Linked DNA regions of Mus musculus: region 2 is linked to region 1. The links are chromatin contacts, called in public promoter capture Hi-C maps. All regions are on one chromosome and are shown on one strand. The core of a region is the stretch at or near the end of the contact, and the rest is flanking DNA. Distances in the headings are between cores, read along the strand shown.

The links. Promoter capture Hi-C pulls out the DNA fragments that hold promoters and counts their contacts.
Region 2: a contact with region 1 is called in a promoter capture Hi-C map of embryonic stem cells, with 2.6 times the contacts expected there. The contact joins the promoter of Tnfrsf19 here to the promoter of Mtmr6 in region 1. A contact is called at or near these places in 5 of 39 promoter capture datasets (the C10 cell line, embryonic stem cells, hippocampal neurons and 1 more).

Annotation. Positions count from the first base shown.
Region 1 is chr14:60,261,876-60,266,969 of GRCm38.p6, forward strand. It overlaps Mtmr6 (myotubularin related protein 6), which reads left to right and starts at 3,330. Exons shown (of 14, transcript NM_144843.4): 1 at 3,330-3,486. The coding sequence starts at 3,463. It overlaps Gm38641 (a long non-coding RNA gene), which reads left to right. Exons shown (of 3, transcript XR_874661.1): 2 at 230-550; 3 at 1,796-2,032.
Region 2 is chr14:61,045,592-61,051,042 of GRCm38.p6, forward strand. It overlaps Tnfrsf19 (tumor necrosis factor receptor superfamily, member 19), which reads right to left and starts at 1,264. Exons shown (of 10, transcript NM_013869.5): 1 at 524-1,264. It overlaps Gm41167 (a long non-coding RNA gene), which reads left to right. Exons shown (of 3, transcript XR_874677.2): 3 at 4,575-5,031.

The sequences.
Region 1 (5,094 bases), core at 2,080-4,579:
ATATGAAAAAGTTTTCTTATGACATTGGTAACCATACCAAACGTCAGGCTAGACAGATAACAGTTATTCAGACCTTAACATTTTATTTAGGCCTTAACAAGTTAATTCTAGAGCCAGATTCCCCCTCCTTTATAAAGCGTGTCTGCCATTAAACATTTGAACCTTGAGCAGACTAGTTGTCTTGGTTCTATTATTTCTCAACCCACCTAAGCTCCCTCTTTTCTTTCAGCTCCAGGTTGCCTCCCAGGCTTGAACCCGGACATGTGAGCCGCTAGCCGGCTCGCAACAATTTGGCATCCCACGCGGGGCCTGGGAAAGGCAGAAGATACTGGAAGAAACACTGCTGGTTTAGAGCTCCATGGAAGAATAAAAGAATTAAAGAAAATTTGTACCGGGGCACGAAGCAACGGGTAAAAGGTTGCTAAGGGTGTGGTACTAAGCTGGAACAGCGTGCTGACCCGTGCGCTGGATTCGCTTAGGTTCAGCAGTGATATCAGAATCTAGGAATGCAGCAGGCAGTCGGCCGCAGCTTTCAGAAGCTGCTTTTTAGGTGAGAGAAATGAAAGGGTGTAAATCAATGAACAGGCAGATGGCCGTAGTTGGAAACAGGCAGGAGGAAAGCTCCACTCTAGATAATCTCCTTAGTGGCAGCAAGGTCAAGTTCTGACTCAGCCTGCTTCAGGCTTAAGGGAGGCTACACATGTTCAAGGGACACATACCCAGGTTACCTCAAATACCATGCTATAACATGTTAGGAAATGTATGAAACTTTTATACTAATAGAACAAAGAATGTTATATGTCAAGCCATTTTGCAGCTATATCAGTGGAAACATCCAGAAGGCAGATTACAGCAAGGCAGACCAGTCTCTGCTTTGGTCTCAGATGCTCTCTGACAACAGTATTAGCCTTTGGGTTGGTGGAAGCTAGGGATCTTTTTTGTACATTCTAAAAGGATAAATACAACAGTCATAAGGGTGTTAGGTCACACGCAAAAATGGACAATAAGTTGGTGACTATTTGGGGGGCTAAAGATAGCTCACTATAACTTGGCTCCCGCTTCCTAATCAGATCTCGTTATTTGGCCAGATTCTTACTGATAGTTACTGCATTTCTGACAAACATTAACTTAAGTTCTCCTTTTAAAAATATGTTTTTGTGAAAGATCTCAAATTATTAAAAGAATTGCTCAATGAAGGAGCTAGAGAAAGGACCCAAGGTGCCAAAAGGGTTTGCAGCCCCATAGGGGGAACAACAATATGAACCAACCAGTATCCCCCCAAAGCTCCCAGGGACTAAACCACCAACTAAAGAGTACACATGGTGGGACTCATGGCTCCAGCTGCACATGTAGCAGAGATGGCCTAGTTGGTTATCAATGGGAGGAGAGCCCATGGTCCTGTGAAGGCTCTATGCTCCAGGGTAGGGAATGCCAGGGCCAGGAAGCAGGAGTGGGTGGGTTGGTGAGCAGGGGGAGGGAAGAGGGGATAGGGGATTTTCAGAGGGAAAACCAGGAAAGAGGATAACATTTGAAATGCAAATCAAGAAAATATCTAATAAAAATATGTTTAAAAAAAAAGACTTGCTTATGGAGGAAATGAAGACTAACCAAAACCAAATAAAGTTGATTGATAGAGCTTAAGGGTGGCCTGTTTGGAAATCTTTTAAACATTTTTAAATCGTGAACCCTTTTCAGCAGAAAAACTTTTATTTATCTTTGGTTATATAGGTACTTACAATAGGTGTACAAATCAAACATTTGCTGATAATATTTTGCTTGTTTGTTTTTGTTACAGTCTCACTATGTGGAACAGCATGCTCTGAAATTTACAGGCAACAACTTGCCTCTGTCTCTGAAGTGCTGGGATTAAAGTCATGCCCCAGCATACAAGGTAAATTTATTTTTACAAACAATTCTTTTGTACACATACATCTTTACTACTTAATTATGAGTAGAACAGAGATAGATATGTTTTTCTGATACAGCTCAATTCAAAGATACACTAATTTGATATATACTAAGGAATAATAGGAAAATATGAAAAGTTTTGCTTTCTGTAATCAAACTGCTCTTTCTATAAGAGTAGCAATGTTTGTACAAACTGTAAAGACACCACAATTCATAACACATAGTAGATGAAATCTGATCTGAGGCAGTTACTGTCATGAACACAGCAAAGTACAGTTGTAGAGATTTGAGACCCAAAGCTTATTCCAGAAGCAAAGCCAGAGATAGGCTGCGTTTTTAATCAAGTTTTGGTCAGCTCCTGGTCCCCAGGGTTGCCATGAACAGTTTAAAAGTGTTGGTTTAATTGAAAGGTCTTTTGCAGGAGGCAGCCAGAGAAGCAAGGAGAGAGCACACCAGCTACCCGTTAGGAAGGCAAACTGCCCATCCCAGCCATTTTTGTTTATTTACAAAAGACAAAGATCAGAAAAGTTTCTAATAAGAATTTAACAGATGGGCTGTTGAAATGGCTTAGTGTGTAACAGCACTGACCACTCTTCCAAAGGACTTGAGTTCAAATCCCAGCAACCACATGGTGGCTCACAACCATCCATAATGAGATCTGATGTCTTCTTCTGATGTGTCTGAAGACAACTGCAGTGTACTTATTTATAACAATAATTAAATCTTTGGGCCAGAGCGAGCAGAGGTCCCTAAATTCAATTCCCAACAACCACATAAAGGCTCACAACCATCTGTACAGCTACAGTGTACTCACATACAAAAAAAAAAAAAAAAAAAAAAAACAACAAAAAAAAAAAACTTAAACAAAAAGAACTTAACAGATAAGCCATCTTTCCAACCCTGAGCAATATCTTTCAAATTAAAAAAAGACATTCATGTAGCATCTTAAATTAAAGTGCAGCCTTATCTATAAGCCTGTAAGAGTAATATCCTGCCCCTTGGTAACAAAGACCATACAAAATGTACTCAAACTTAATACTGATAATCATAATAGAATTTAATAGTTCATTACAGGAGCCCAGTGCTCCATGAGTTTCTAAATGTAATTTAACCTGGAATTTAGAGGTATCCAGTCTCGCACTCACTGGAAAATTCCTTTTGGTCAGGAAAAGGAATATCTTTAAACCTAGAAAAAGCTTCTAGTCCCTCTTGCTGATCCTTGTCTAGCTGAACATGTGGGTTAGCTTGGTTGGCCGGGGCAATACCAGTCCTCCATCAGAGAGGGCGCTGTACAACAGGCCATGCATGTGGCCCAGCTAGCATACGCTCTCTATGGGCGACACTCAGCCGGCTGTCAGGATCCCCTCTGAAGCTAAGATTTGCGGAAGTGTTTCTAGGCGACAGAGCTCTCAGATGACGCCTGCGCAGTGCCACCGGCGGCGGGGGTGGCTGACGCTGCCGGGTTGAGGGAGTTCCTGCGGGTGGCTGTCACCGCCCCGTTTCTCTCCCGATGGTGCTCTCCTGAGGCCAGCTGCCTGCGGGCGTCGCCCCGGGATGGAGCACATCCGGACAACCAAGGTAGTCGGCGGGAGATCCTCGCAGCTGCCGGGGTCCATTGGGCAGAGGCGGACGGGCAGTTTGGGGGTGCGGGGCCTCCGTTGAGGGCCGGCAGTTTGGGGGTGCGGAGGCCGTGTGGACAGCGCAGGCGCCTTGGCAGGAGGTGCTTGGGGAGTCGGCAAACGGTGGCCGCCCAGCGAGCTTTGCTCTTTTGGACAAGACTGGGGCTGCTTTTTACTTTGGGGGATTTCGGCCGATCGCCGCCTGGCTCGCCCCCAGGCTGGTGGGTCCAGTTATCCATCAGTGCTGTGCTGTTCTTGAACCAGTCTTGCTCTGGTTTAAGTGCCCCGCCCGCTCTTTTCCGCGGTGCAAATATTAGCGCATCCGAGGCCACTCACTTTTCTAGTTCTCCAGACACTTAGAGTTGATACTTCTGTGCTTCCAACTTTAGGCATTGTCTTAAGTGTAGGGAGCCAACTTGACAGCAGTTATGCAGAAGGGGAAAGAAAGGCTGTGTCATATTGTAAAAGGTCCATGGAACTTTCCTATAACTGAGCTTGTTTGTCAAGTCCGTGCTTAATTTTTCTGTGTGAGAAGAATTCAGAGAATGGCCAAACTTCAGCCTCAGAAAGGGCCAAAACAGAAATGGAGATCAAAGGGCGTGAATGACCTTTTAAGATGAGGAAAAACACCTCTCTGGGCTTTGCCAGAGCCTTAACTGTCACTTACTGTCTGTCCTAAAGGTCTTAAAGTTACAGGTCATTTGGGAATAAACTGCATTTTTTTCTTCATTATTCTTTAAAACGCTTCACAGTCCTTGATGTTATGGATAACATAACATGAATTTTTGTTAGGATTTATTTTGGAGTTTGCCTATACTATTTGTAGGAAATGTGGAGGTGCTCCTCTTCCAAAATTTTGGTTTTTTTGAGACAAGGTTTCTCTGTGTAGCTCTGGCTGTCCTGGAACTTGCACTGTAGACTAGGCTGGCCTTGAATTTACAGAGAGCTATCCTCCTTTGATTCCAAGTGCAGGGATTAAAGGTGTGCACCACCACTGCTTGGCAGATTTTATTTATTTATTTAAAGAGAAGGAACGTTTAAGTTGCTGACATTTAAAATTTGAAAATGGGAGGATGATTCGATGTACAGCAGAGGGTGCTAAGGCAGGGAAGAGAATGAGAGTGAGCATGGGAGCCCTTCTTGTCCCTGTCACAGGGCCCTAACAGCTGTCGGCTCAGAAACTGCCTTCTACTCTGAACCTCATTGCTTGTTTGCTGCTGAGAATCTCTCTCTCTCTCTCTCTCTCTCTCTCTCTCACACACACACACACACACACACACACATCAGTGAAAGCAAACAGAATCCAGTGAACTAAAAACACCCTGATCACTAAGTGAGCACTGGTGGGAAAATCTAGATGATTCCCTTCATTAGTTACAAAATGACCTCCGTCAGTTTATGAAGAACCGATCTGGCCTTTGGGGTGTATAGCTGTCATTTTTATGATCTTGAAGGTTGTTCCTGATTAAACCTTACTGTCTTCCTGGTAGGCCCATGCTGCTGTTAGGTAAGGCTGCTTTTTGCTCACCTTTTAGATCTGACCTTTTATGTCTTTTTTTAATGGTTA
Region 2 (5,451 bases), core at 14-2,513, 780 kb after region 1:
GTCCTAAATGCCTTTGCAGAGATTCCCTTGGGAATGCGAATGGCAAGGACACATGTGCGATAGATTCACATCTCCCGGAGGCCGGAGAATAAAGTAGTAATATTGCTAGGATTGCTAGAGAGGAGTTTTGCTCCGTAGGGTGGGGGGAGATAGGGGAAGAGAAAGGAAGGTGGGGTGGGAGTGAGGGGGTGTTAACAGAATCCCACCGTTTCTAAATAAAGTAAGAGGAGGTTTTCCAGCCCAGCTTCCAGCGTCTGAAACCCTGCTGGCAACAAACATTAGCGAGGCTCTGTTTTTGTCCTGTTGGAACTACTCACTTCCAAGTAAGATTTGCATGACAGATATCAAACTCTTGTGCAAACCGCGAAACAATTGCATCAAGAATCAAATTCAGTTTCACGTGCACGCAGCCTGGTGCTGGACTTGGCTTCAGGCATGCTTGCTGGGAGCTGATAGCCATTTTTCCCCCTTTGAACATGCGAGGAAAACGCAGTGAAAGTTCCAACCACACACGAACGCCTACCTGCTACTCGCCAGTGCTGTGCTCCAGACTCACGCTTTCCGCAGCTTGGTAGCACTTCCGCGCCAAACGCTTTTACCTTCCCAAAAATGTGTGTGGGCGCAAGCCCAGACAAACTTCAAATCCAGGAAAATGGATTACCCGCGCAGATCAAAGGCAGGCGAACTAGGAGATGGAGTGCCTGTAATCTGATCGCCGATCAGTTGCTGCGCATCAAAGGCAAGGCTGAGTTTACTCGCTACGCGCGCAGATCTAGAAAGTTCGCTACCGTCTGGTTCTTTTGTTAAACGTGGGCCACGTTGTTCTGCCCCAGCTCTGGAGAGCAGGCTTCCCCAGCCTGGGCTGAGCGGCTGGATCTGCAGCTCTCTCTCGCGGTGCCCCAGCTGGGCTGCCTAGTGCCAGCGCTGCTGCGCCGCATCCCTTTCATCTCGCTGAGTGGCAGCTCCCATGACATCATGCCGTGCCGTGGGGCTGGCCGGGAGAAGCCAGTCAGCCTGATTTCTAGTCGCGTTGGTCTGTGCCTCGCCCGCGACAGCCCTGCAGTGTGTCTCTTGGCTGGGAGGGACACACCAGGACTGCTCTGGGCCTCTGTGCTCCGGGCCTGTAAGGTCCTGGATCGTTGCAGGTTCCAGTAGACAGCATCAAGCCGCTGCCTGTGACAAAAAGCACGAAGTCCCTACCAGAGCAGGGTAGTCCGAAACGCAGCAGAGCGGCACAGCAGTGTTTAATTAGGCCGTTTCTCCGAACACCTGCCTTACACCGCCAGGGTCACAGGCAAACGTTTTAAAAAGCTTGATTCCCCACCCCCAACCCCACGCGCGCGGCTCCCCACCCCAACACACACATACTGCGACAAGTCTTTAAGAATTAGTAAAATGTCTTTTCCTGGTGAAAGTATTACAGGTGGCGCCAGTCAAGTATGGCTTTCATTGAGTGAAGGAGTGGATACTACAACTTACAGAGATACCGCCACTAGCTCACTGGACACCTGGGTCAGAAGCTTGTTAATCTAAATTTGGGGTCCTAATAAAACAACAACAACAAAGGATGCCTTCCTTCTGAGTTGCAATCATGGATACCTCTAGCGACTCCTAAAAGTCACAGAAAGGTGACTTAGAGGAAAGCATTTGCTTGCAATCACTCCACAGCTTCTGTCCCAGGCAAAGCACAAATCACAGTTTGGATCCAGCTGAGAAATCGCCACCTTATTTTCTGTACTGTAAAACGGAACTTAGTGTCCGTTGTTTAGAATACCCACGAGGCTGGTAAAGCACTGTGGTCGGAATGTGGCATGTTTTTGAACATGGAGCTGTTTATTCTGGGAGAGAGAAAAGATTTCCATTATATGATGGAACTGCATCTGTTTGCAGAAGGGCACTGAAAAATATCATCTGCAGCACCCTTAGAGGAACCCACTTCCTTCCTGTGACTTCCTTCTCTTATCAGTTGCATCTCATTTTTCCTGGTGTGATATTTAAAAATAGTTTATGCCCTGTCTATCTCCAGCTGTCTTTGATTCCTGTGTAAATCTTGATGGCAAAATACTTGGTTTGTGAGTTCATTGTAACACTTAAATAGATCTATTTGGTTTCCAGTATTTTTCCCCAGTGGGAGGTGGAGGCTGAACCCCAGGGCCTGTTCATGCCCTCCATCTCTGAAATGTCCCTGAGACACATGGGGCTTACTTTGTACTTGTTTGTTTTCTTTTTCCTTTTCGAGACAGGGTCTCCAGTGTCATGAGCTGGCCTCAAAAGTGCTGTTTATTCAAAGACAGCTTTGAACTCTTGATCCTCCTAAAGGCTGGAATTACAGACATCCACTGCTACATTCAGTTTATGTGATTATGGTTTCTGAACTTAGGGCTTCATGCATATTAAACAAGCACTCCACCAATTGAACAATGTACCCAGCCTCACATCCTTCAAATGAGCAGGCATGCTTTTGCATACTATCCCAAGACACCTGTACCTACAGAGCTCCTGAGCTCCAAGGACTCATGAAATCAGGGGCAAACTATTTCCAAGAAGGCTGACTTTTCTCTGAGGTAACCCAGATGTTCCATGGTCTAGGGTCCATGCCCAGAGCCTTCATCAAGTTTGCTGTTCCAGAGCCAATGGAAACTGCTAGGTGCTCTTATCTCTGGGTGAGCAAGTTGCTTACAGGTCTCTACAGTTTACCACCCATGGGAAATGGGCAAGGATTGAATTCAGATGCTTATGTTTCTAGAAGCTTCCAGAAGGCATCTGGAAGCTACAGCTTCAAGGAACACGCCAGTCAAACCAGCTCTACGTGAATCTCACAAAGCAACACTGGTTGCTCAAATGCCTTAGCCCTATGCACTTGAGTTGGTCTTTTCTGAGACAAGAACTATCCATGTGGGAAATGAATCAACCCTGATGTTAGAGCCCCAGCTGTCCCCAGATGCAGAGGGTGGCTAAAGGCTGGTCTCCAAGGAAGAGTGACGGCTTGTTTGCACTGTGCTCAACTGAACTTCCTGCAATGTGAGATGTGTGTGGCCCAGCCCTTGAGACTCTGAAGGCAGTTGAGGGCTTGAAGGGGAGGCTCATCCCCTTTACCTCCAGGAGGCACAGAAGAAGGTGGGCAAAATCATTCAGCCAGTCAAGAAACTTGCTGCCAAGTCAAATGACTTAAGTTTCATCCCTAGGACCCACATGTTATTCACTGAGCTCACATGCACACACGATTAAATAAATAAATAAATAAATAAATAAATGTAATAATTTTAAAGATTAAAAGAGAACACAGATAAGTGAAATAAAATTAGATATTCTGTGTCCAGGAACCTATCACTATACTTGACATAAAGTCATGTGTCATTTAACTATGGGGATTTTTTTTTCTGAGAAATCTATCATGCAAACATCAGAATGGGTTACACAAATCTAGATAGTGTTATCTACCATACACTTAGGGAATCTGGTATACACACACACACACACACACACACACACACACAGAGAGAGAGAGAGAGAGAGAGAGAGAGAGAGAGAGAGAGAGAGAGAGAGATTAGTATATTGTTCATGATGAACCAAGTAATATTAAATTCAAACTCAGAGAAGGTGATGCAGTTGGAAGATGGAGTGGATAGTGGCAGAGTAACAGGCCTGTGTTACAGTGTTACAGTGTTACAGTGACCTTTTTTTTTAAATAAGAAAGCATATACTATTGATAATGAAAAAACATAAACACATAACTACACGAACCAGCAGCATGGTGCCTGTTGCTATTAACAAGTATTATGTCACATATTCTGGGACACAGCTATCTTAGGAACACTCAGCCACAGCATTTTGTCATTAACTCCTGGTTCCTTATCACAGCATAAATGGCAACTCTTACTCTCTTTACAAAGTTGCACTTTGGCCACTTGACTATGCAGCTGGAGAGTCAGCCTTTTGATACAGTAGAGTTGGATACAGTTCTCTAACATTGTAACTGGTCAGACAGACATCATCAAAGGACAGAAAGAGCTGCTGGGGAAGCATGGAGGAGAGGCCTCTCATGTTGCCCCTCCACCGCCACTAATTTTCTCATCCCTGGAAACATCCTTCCTTTGTTTATGTATTCTTCTTCATTGGTTTTTTTTTTTGCTCTTGCTTCTTCTCCCTCCTCATCCTTCTATTTCTTCGTTTGAGACAGAATTTTATATGTATTCCAGGCTAGCTTCTAATTCATGATCCTCTGTCCTCTCTTAGTTTGCTTTCCTGTTGTTCTGATAAAACATTCTGAAGAAAAGCGACTTAAGGTAGGCGAGGGGAAAGGGATCATAGTCCATCACTGAGGGAAGTCACGACATGCAAGCAAGCCAGGGACCCGTCAGAAAACATGGAAGAAAGTTGCTTTTTTGTTGGCTCTCTGGATCATTTCAGTTGGCTTTCATATACATCCCAGACACTGCTCCCCCATCACCACCACCTAGAGATGTGGCCCTCCTACACCAGTCATCAATCAAGCAACTTCTCACAGTTATTGGTCACACTGGCCACGTTAATCTGATCTTGGCAACTACTCACTTAAGGCTTCCTTTTCCCAGATCCAGAGCTCAGGATGACCAGTGATCTCTACCATCACATGCTTTGCCGTCTCCAGAATGCTGATTGAGAGAAGCATACAATATGCTACGAGGAGCAGATTGAATCCTGAGTGAACGTGTGTTGTTGGCAGGAATACAGCTATGCCTCAGACCTTCAGAAATGGCAAAACCCTCCTCTGGCTCAAGTACCAGTATTGAGGAAAGATTAACCTTTATTTAAAACCATTGTGTGAAAAGCTTTCCTTGGGGGTATGTCCAGATGTTGAGCAGGGTGTCTTGAAAAGCACCAAGCCCAGCTTCCTACTTCCTTGTAGAGTCCTCCCAATGAGACCGGTTGACCCACCTCCTTGTGCAGCATAGAATAAAGGGACCAGGCTTCTGTATTGTATCTTCCATCAGGTAAAGAACAGCTTATCCACATAGTGCACGCCTTTAATCCCAGCACTCCGGAGGCAGAGGCGGGCAGATTTCTGAGTTCAAGGCCAGCTTGGTCTACAAAGTGAGTTCCAGGACAGCCAGGGCTATACAGAGAAACCCTGTCTCGAAAAACAAAAAAATAAATAAACAAACAAAAAGAACAGCCTATCCTGTCCCAGCTTTTCTGTATGTGCACCTTCTCTGTGTGTGGCTTTTCTGTGTTTCTATTTCACATAGCAGGGTGCATTTAAGGTCTCCATGATAGGTGGGAGAGATGGCTTGGTGGTTAAGGATAGCTATTACTGAAAGGACTGGACTCAGCACAAGACACCTCAAGACCAAGTTCTCAGCACAAAGGAGATTTATTTGCCCCAGAGGGACAGAGGTCAGGGAATAAGAAATAAATACAGGAAATAGAGGACAGGGGAGAAGGGGGAAAGAAGTAGGGAAGGAGGAAGGG